2 separate regions of the Mus musculus genome follow, and region 2 is linked to region 1. A link is a contact called in public Hi-C data. All regions are on one chromosome and are shown on one strand. The core of a region is the stretch at or near the end of the contact, and the rest is flanking DNA. Distances in the headings are between cores, read along the strand shown.

What was found. Hi-C and Micro-C count contacts between places; a contact is called where the count stands out from the background.
Region 2: a contact with region 1 is called in a Hi-C map of cortical neurons, with 1.7 times the contacts expected there. The contact joins the enhancer-like site here to the promoter of Cacna1a in region 1. A contact is called at or near these places in 11 of 484 Hi-C or Micro-C datasets (the AML12 cell line, brain, cerebellar granule neurons and 6 more) and 8 of 115 datasets of contacts at active chromatin or transcription factors (bone marrow-derived macrophages, embryonic forebrain, embryonic hindbrain and 2 more).

The regions. Positions count from the first base shown.
Region 1 is chr8:84,413,320-84,417,779 of GRCm38.p6, reverse strand. It overlaps Cacna1a (calcium channel, voltage-dependent, P/Q type, alpha 1A subunit), which reads right to left and starts at 2,416. Exons shown (of 47, transcript NM_007578.3): 1 at 1,837-2,416. The coding sequence starts at 2,135.
Region 2 is chr8:84,465,836-84,470,605 of GRCm38.p6, reverse strand. All of the region lies in intron 3 of Cacna1a (calcium channel, voltage-dependent, P/Q type, alpha 1A subunit), which reads right to left. Among named protein-coding and RNA genes, the nearest start is that of Cacna1a, 53 kb to the right of the region's middle. Within about 2 kb of position 3,460, at least 10 of the 459 cell types and tissues checked have an H3K27ac peak or open chromatin away from gene starts, as enhancers often do. A contact at or near this core is called in cerebellum and cortical neurons, where this site is marked.

The DNA.
Region 1 (4,460 bases), core at 1,167-3,666:
GGTGAGCTGAGGACAATTGAGGGGCTCGCCAGCTCTTCTGCCTCCTCTTCTAAGGCTACAGAGAGGGGGAAAGTCATCTCAACAAGAAAGCCCCATCAGGCCAGTGACTGCTCCCTCAAGACGGCGGCCCCTAGCGCCACCTGAAGTTGTGCTTGTACCCCCTGTCATCCTCTAAGCCCCAGCGACTCTTTCCAGAATGTGTACTAAAGTCACACATCCTCTGAACATGTTACTGGGTTGGAATGCCTGGGAGTGCACACTGCCAGCCTTCAGGACCCACCTTTGCAAGGAGGAATTCAGGGGCAAAATCCTGGCACCAATAACACTGTGGTTATGGAGACATTCCTCAAAAAAAGGCCTTTGACACCTAATTTTCACTGCCTCCAAGTAAACCCCGTACTCTGAAACCTCCTGCTCTCTTGATTTGATTTCACAGCCCCAGGAACCACCATCTGGAGCCCCCAGAAGTGAATGCAGCCCTCTGTGCTCTTGGAACAGAAACTCCGAGAGCCCAGCTCTGCCTGAGCCGGAAGGGCCCCACCCATTACAGAGGAGCTATGGACCCCTTGTAAACTCTAAGGACCTGACCAGCCCAGATAATTCTGGCCCTCAACAGACTGGAGCCTGAAAAGCCAAGAGGCACATTTGGGCATGGCAGGGTGGCCAGCCAGCCTGGGGAGCAGGGTGTGTCCCCCCCCCACACCAGGAATCTGGGTCATGCTTAGACGGCAGAGAAACCTCAACTCTACCCACCCGCGCCTGCCTGCATCTCCCCAGATGCTAAGCATGTCCTCTTCCAGGTTTATGGGAAGCAAATGAGGACTTCATGGAATCAGGGGCACTGTGTGTGCAATCAGTCTCCGCAGAGGAAAAACGGCTTTTTGCCATTTTTCTCTGGGTCTTTCATGGAAGGGGGATTGCCTACCTGCCCAAGATGTCTATATGGAGGCTGACCCTCCTGGTGTTCCTACCCAGGTCCCCAGTGTATGAGAAGCTAAACCCAAGCCCACAAAAAGCCCTCCAAAGGGTCCCCACTTCTTTTCCTTCCTTCAGCCTTCCCTCATACTGAAACAACACACCTCAAATCTTCCCAGGCCATGGGCCTCACCAGATGGATGGCATTATGTTTCTTTACACCCCAAAAAATAACGCTGAAGGGGTTCTGATCTGTGACAGGAGAGAATGGAAGTTGCACACAGGGCTTCTGATGATGTGTCCCTCAAACCACTAAAAAAAAAAAAACCAGTCCCCAGATGCAGCTGGTGGCCCACCCAGAGCCACTAACTGAGGGATGGCTTCTCTACGGCCAGGCCACATGGTATCCTATACCCTAGGCCTGAGGATCCCACCTTGGGTGGAAGGCCAGGGTTGAGAGATCGGGGTACTATTCCGAAGGATTTGAGGGAGACATGTATGGGTTCTCTTACCCTGTAACCCAAATCGTCCAAGCACTGGCCCAGCTAGGGCTCCATCAGAAGTCAGACCCCATCAGAAGAGCCCCCATCAGTGTCCCCGCGCGACCCGACCCAGGATCCAGACCTTCGGTCTTCACAAGGAACCACTCACTCCCCCAGTCCCAAGCCTCCTAACTACTCGCAGGCTCACTCTGCAGCGGCAGCCCAGCAGGCCTGGAGGCTGCCTCCCTCAGCTACCGGGCCCCCATCTCCAGCCCCTATCCGCCGAGAAGCCCCCCAGCTCCCATCAGCCCCCAGGTCTCTTTCCCAGCCCCGCAGAGGAAAAAAGAGGAGGAGGAAAAGGAGGAGGAGGAGGAAGAAGAAGAGGAGGAAGAAGAGGAGGAGGGGAGGCGCAGCCGCTCGGGCTGGGGCAAAAGGATATGGCCATTCAGTGATCTTTTTGGCGTATTTTCTCACCACGTTGTCTTCACTGAAGAGGAACAGGGAGCGGTTGACCGTGAGGCAGTTCTGGCGGACAGGGATGGGGTTGTAGAGGGCCATGGTCCGCGCTCTCTGCGCCATCGACTGCTTGTACATCCTCTGCGCTCCGGGCTGCCCGCCCTGCCGGCTGCCCCCGGCTCCTCGGCCGCCCGCGGCGCCCACGACCACCCCGGCGGCCGGCCCTGAGCCTCCTCCGCCTGCGCCGTAGCGGCCCGGCATCTCGTCTCCAAAGCGGGCCATTCTGCAAAGAGCAAAGGGCCTCGGGTTACGCGGCGGCTGCTGTTGCTGCGGCGAGCGCTGCGGAAGCCACGGCCACCGCCACCACCACCACCACCACCGCCGCCGCTGCTCAGGCTGGCCGGGCTGTGGGGACGGCGGCTGCACCTGCGACTGCGGAGACGCTCCACGGCCCAGCCCATCGGGCGGCGGCGCCCGGCCTCAGCTCGGGGGGCTCACGAGCGGGACGGCCCGGCCGAGCCGGGGAGCGCGGCTCGGGACATGCCGGCAGAGGCGGTGACCCCGGGCGGGAGGAGGGGTGCGGGGGAGGGCGCGGGGGCGGGGCGCGGGGGAGGGGCGCGGCAAAAATAACCGGGGACGCGATCCAGGCGATCCCCGGCCACCCACTCCGGAGAAGAAGAAAAAAAATTTTTTTCAGTTAAAAAAAAATCAGTTAAAAAAAATAGTGTAAAAAGATCAGCTTTTTTTTTTTTTAAAGCAACGCTCCAATGCACACCCCCTTTAAAACGCGAAGTCTAAACGAAGGACGTCCCCCCTCCCTTGGACGCAGAGACTGGCTTCAAATTCCTCCGAGGTCCGGGTCAGCTTGGCATCTTGCTAAAGGCGTGGGCTCGGCCCATTAGTAAAAAAATAAAATAAAATAAAAAGAAAAGAATTAAATAACAAAAAAACAAAACCAGGTCTTTGCTATAGGAAGAGGGTGGCAGCGAAGGATTTGTCCGTCTGTTTTGCTGACTTTCCTAGACCTGGAAAGAATAGAAAATTCCTGAAAACGCTGCAGCCCCTCCCCCAAATTCAACCCGACTGGAGAGCAGAGGGCGGAGGAGCGGGGCGCAGGGGCGCGGCGGGGCTCGGAGGCTTCAGGGAGCCGCTGGTCCCCGGCTTTGAAAAAAAGCCGATCTGTTTTCCTCCTGATTCAGCAGCCGCCGGCTCCTCTGCGCGCGGAAGCGTGTGTGCGCGCAGCCAGGCGCGGCGCAGCCTCGGCCGGGGGGAAATTGCAGCAGCGCAGTCTTGAAAATTCCCCACGGGGGGAAGGAGGCGAGAGAGCGAGCGAACGAGCGAGGGAGGGCGGTGCGCGCCGCTCGGCAGAGGTTCGGGCTGCGGCAGAGCCTGGCAGCATCCCACCCCCGGGTGCCTCCCTCCCTTCCCCCCAGCTCCGCTGAAAGAAGAGGTGCGGGGTGCGAGGAGGGAGCTGCCCGGCCGGGAGCCGGGGCTAGATCGCGGCCCTGCGCCCTAGAGCAAGACCCACCCGGCGACACGCGCAACCAATCACCAGCGCGAGAGCAGGCGCGGCCAGGCGCGCAGGGGGAAGTCGGGACAGAGTCCTCCGGCACAAGGGACCTTGCTTGCCACCCGAGGTCCGCGTCGCTGCCTAGAACGAGGCGTGCCCAACAGGAAGGAAGAAACTTAAAAGACCAGAGGGTTTGGTCTGGAGACTTGGTGCGGGTGGCCGACGCTGAACAAATGTGGGTCTGTTGAGCAGAAGACAGTTTTTATGAGCTAGAAGAATGGTTTGGGGCACTTCTAGGAAGGCTGTGGGTCCCAGGGGGCCAATCCAAGCTAATGTATAGGAGATCCTGGTGGCAGCCCCCGTGTGAGCTCCCAGGAGCAGACCACTCACTGAGACCTAGGGTGTTAGGCGGGGGCTGCTGGCCTAGCTCGGTTTGGCCCCTGCTCTATAAGGCACTTGGATCACCCCACCTGCTTTTTTTTTTTTTCTTCCTATTTGGAAACTCCATGAACACAGAGAAAACTACATAAATCACAAATGAACAAGTTGAGGAATTGCTGCGAATGAACCCTCCTGGAAGCCAGCTCCCCAGAAACCCGCCTACAGGCCTACACGGGGGCCAGTGCCAGTATAACTTCTGCCTGAGCATTCTGCTAATTCTTTTAGCTTTATTTATGACCTTGGCATGCCTTCCTCGGCAGGAGTTATGCTTTGCTCCTTTTGATCTCATAATAAGCATCATTCTGCAGAACCTGTGGGTGACACATTTTCTTTGCTGTATAATACTCTATAAAGAAAAGTCTACAATTTGCTTGTCCACTTTCTTTTTTCTTTCTTTCTTTCTTTTTATTTTTAATGGGCATCTGGGTTCTTTCTTTTGGGGCCACAGTACGGCATTGCCTGAGACACCATATGCATGTGAACTTGCCTGCTTGTGGATTGAGGCTTTGTATGGGCAGTGTTTCAGGCTCTATACACGTAGTAGCTTCAGGATTATAGGATGTGAAACTTAACTTCTAAAGCAGATGTACCAAGAAATAGTTTGGGGAGCTAGAAAGGTGGCTTAGAAGGTAGAATGTAGGCTGTTCTTCCAAAGG
Region 2 (4,770 bases), core at 2,211-4,710, 52 kb before region 1:
AGGACGCACTGTCCCCTGCTGGAAGCCTCTCATTAGCCCCTCTGTAATATCATTTGTCCATTTACTCCCTCGTCTCTATGCAACCCAAATACGGCAAATACATAAAAGAATCCCTGGACTTCCTCTTCCAGAGCGCTCTGCTTCAAGCTGACATCTGTGAACCCTTTGACTTTGGAGGAAAGCATGTAAGACTCAGAATGGAGCAAGCTGCCTTGGTTTAAATCCACCACTGTCGGGTGGTGACTGGACAGCATCAGTTTCTCTACCTGTGAAATGGGGAAAACTTAACAGTTCACACATAGACAGGCTATACTGACACCACCTGAGATTTTTTAGCATCAACTCTGTAGCTAATACCAGGCATGGGCCATAGGCTTCTGGGAGGAGAAATGCAAGTTCAACTCTAGCCTTGACTACCAGAGCTCAAGACCAAATGAGGCGATCCCAAAGTAAAGTAGGGTTGGGATGTAGCTCAGTGGTAGAATGTCTGTGTAGGATACACGAAACCCTGGTACCACCCCAACAAACAACAGAAAAGAAACGTGCAACCCGTTCACAGGGCTATTGGGTTAAACACAGATCTGAGTCAGAGCCTAACTTGGGCTCATGTGACACTGGCTCAGGATGGCTTCCTAGCAGTGACTGAAGTCCCAAGGAGCTGCAGGGACTGTTACAAGCAGCTTCCTCTCTCTGACACATCTCTCTGTGAAAGGCTTGGGAGGCCAAAAGGCAACACTGGGCACAAAACTGTTAATGTAATGCCTGGCACACAGAAGGCACTTGGAGATTACAGGCATAACTAGGGTGGCCACATCCTGGGCCAACATTGACACTACTCTACAAGAACTGAGCACAAATACACAAATATCAATAAATCTCATCACAGCCCACCACTTGGAAAGATCAATGCTCTTATCAGTTGGCGTGGATCAAGAAGGGTTCATAGCATTTATTGTACAGCATGGAAGCCATGTGGCACTCTGATTGGACAGAAATAATTGCAGATAAAAATCACACACACAGAAAGCAACTTGTACTTCAGCATGATGGCTATTTGTTGTTGGTTTCAAGATGCTGTTTATATGTGCAGGTGTCTCAGGGCAGCCACAACAAACGTGAAAAGAAGGAGTGGGCTCACTATGTGTTTCCTCAACTGAACAAAAGGAATCAACATTAGAGGTTTATGACTTGGTCCCACTCCTTTGATGCCTATAGATCTATTCCTTAAGTAGACGCAAAAAGAATAAAGGAGTTGGAATTCTCTATGAGTTTTCTTTCTTTCTGATTTTTTTTTTGTTTGCAGCACCATGGACAGAACCCACGATCTTACACATGCTCCCAAGCACTGGGGACAAAACCCAGGGCCTTGCTGATGACTGGCAAATGATCCATCTGCCTCTCACAGAGCCAAGCTCCCAGCCCCTCACTGGTGATTTCTAAGTTGGTACATGAGCCCCGAGCCACGGTCCCACATGCTGTGACTCACTGAGAATAAGTAACTTGCATAAAGCCACATTGAAACTGAGCCCAGCACTCTGGATGATCTATTTCCATCAGAGAATGGCACCCATCTCCTGAAGTGTATTCTAGAATAATCGATTGTCAAATGTATTACCACATTACAAATACATAATTACTTGTTTCACTGACCATCTACTATATGAGGTTTGCCACTAGGCCTGTGACTACCAAACACTGCTTTATCTCTTTTTTGTTGTTGTTGTTGTTGTTTCTTTTTTCTTTTGGTTTTTCGAGACAGGGTTTCTCTGTATAGCCCTGGCTGTCCTGGAACTCACTTTGTAGACCAGGCTGGCCTCGAACTCAGAAATCCACCTGCCTCTCCCTCCCGAATGCTAGGATCAAAGGCGTGCGCCACCACGCCTGGCTGCTTTATCTCTTATCTGCTAAAGTCTGTACGTAGTCTTGTCTTACAAAAAAAAAAAATCAAAAAAAAAACCAAAAAACAAAAAAAAAAAAACAAAAAAAAACAACCAAAAAAAAAACCCAAAAAACCTTATCTATTTGTTTATTCACTTTGTATGTGTGCACTAGTGTGTGCATGCATACATGTGTATAAGTGTGTGCACATGCATGTGTGTGCATGCATGTGTAGGTCAGAGGATAACATGGGGCATTCAGTTCTCTTCCTGCCATGTGGTCCCAGCTGAGGTGACCATGTGACCATGCTAGGTCACCAGACTGTCATCTATTATGCAATGCCCTACTGTTCCATTAGTCTATCAATCATGTGTCTATCATCAGATCTGCAACTCAATCATTTATCTATTTATCTAATAACTTACCTAGGGGCTAGGGAGATGGTCAGTGGGTAGAATGCTTGCTGCACAGGCCTGGGGATCTGAGTTTGGATCCCCAGCACCCTCATAAAAAGCTAGGTGTGGCAGTGTGTGCCTGTGACCCCAGTGCTGGTGGGCCAGTGAGCGCTAGGTTCTGTGAGAGGCCTTGTCTCATTAAAATAGAGGTGCAGACACTTGGGGGGGGGAATATTGGGCATCAACTGCTGGCCTCCACATATACACAGAGACATGTGTATGCACACTGCATGTGTCGCAAATGCATGCACACAGAGACACATGTGAACACATACATGCATGTGCACACATGCAGACATACACACCTGCCCAACTACCTGCTTTTGTCTATCTCATATGTTACCATCTATATCCATCATTTATCTTTCTAACAACCTATCTTCTATCCATCTATTATCCATCTATCCTCCATCTGCCATCTGTTGCCATCCATCTATGCATCCACCCACCTACCCATTCCATGCATCCATCCACCCACCTACCCACCCACCCACCCATCCATGCATGGATACATTCATTAATCATCCATCCATCATCCACCCATCCATCCATCCATACGCACATACACACACACATACATACATACATCCACCCATCATCTGTTTATATCATTTGTTTCCCTGAACATCACAGTAAGAACTCCATCATCTCAGAACATACATAACCTCATTCCATACTTCTTTCTTTCTTTTTTTTTTCCTTTTTTCTTTCTTTTCATGAGGCAGGGTTTCTCTGTGTAGTCCTGATTGTCCTGGAACTCACTCTATAGACCAGGCTGGCCTCCAACTCAGAGATCTGTCTGCCTCTGCCTCCTGCATGCTGGGGGTAAAGGCATGCGCCACCATTATCCCAAAAAGAGAATTCTCTTTCTTTCCCTTTTTTCATTCACATTTCTTAAATGTCCATCCTGCATGTTTTTGTTTTAATCCTCAGAATTTCAATAAATGCCCCCAAAGCCAACAAATCTATGGTTAAGATACTTCCCACCAAACCTCACACAAGACAAAGGCAAAAAGCCCTGACTGTCCACAAGACCCAGTTGCTGACTGAACACTGCAGGCCTCTCAGGAATGGAAGACAGCCAGCTAATCAGCAAAAGCTCATTAAAGCCACCACTTGTCTCAGTGCCCAATCCATCCCCAAGTCCCTCTCTCTCCAAGGCAGAATTTAGCACTGAATCACCACTGCTGACAGGGTAGAGGGCTGGCTCTGCGGGGTTTCTCCTGCACAGCTCAGCAGACAGAGCCCCAGCAAGACCCAGGGATGGGATGGGAGCACTGGACCTGAGTTAAGAAAAGTTACCAGACAACAAGGAAGCATGCTGATCAGATAAACAAGCAAGAAAAATAGGGAGGTGGGCTGTACAGATGGGAAAGAAAATGAGAACGAGGCAGGTACAGGGAGTAGGAGGAGAAGCATCTGAGGCTGGGCAGTAGGGAGGTCCCCAAATCAGAAAGAAATACAGATTAGCAAAACATGTGCACACACACATGCTCACAGAGTCAAAGACTACAGACCAAAGATGCATTCACCCACACTGTTCACCACACATAAACCACACACCCTACACATAAACATGTATAAACACACACGCACATCACACATACAAACACATGTATACATACACATATACATACAGACCACACAAACACACACACAAATACAAACAACATATATACACAGATACACACAGACACAAATCACCCTGTGGCAAAATTGGGAGTGGATAACAACACTCATCTGGTACGGATGTGGAGAACCAAACACAAGTCCCCTGTAGACAGCAAGTGCTTTTAACCACCAAGCATCTCCCCAGTCCCTGCTATACATTTTTATTAACACACCTGGACCACTGGGTTGTTTAAAGATGAGTTTCCTAGCAACAGAAGGGAAAAGTATCTGATTCTATGTCAAGTATCAAGAGCCTGCCAAGGGCCCAAGCCACAAGCCTTAACATGAAGAACAGCTTGCCCTCCGCAAACCCAAGAACTCTGAGATCCCACCCAAGACCCTGCAACACATCAGTCACACCAGACACAGGCTCAGATGGGAGAATTCCTCTAAGGAGAGACAGGGCCTTGAAACAAAGGTAATGTGGCAGTGATGGTGGTTTGGTTCCAGATCTCAGGGGGATGAGCCCAGCCAGCTAGCATAGGTGGGCAGCTCTGGGATTAGGTCCATTACGACACATACAGGAGGACGGGTGGACGTCTAGTAAGTAAAGTGCTTGCTGCACAAACAAAGACCTGAGGTCAGATCCCCACAACCCACATAAAATCTGGATGTGGTTGCAATCCCAGTGCCAGGGAGATGGAGCCAGGAGGATGTAGGCATAATGTTATTGTGCACTGTGTAAAGATTATCCTTGTATTAATCAAATGCTGGTTTCTCTGTCCTGATATCTCGTTGCAATCCAGACAGAGCATTGTCGTCTTAG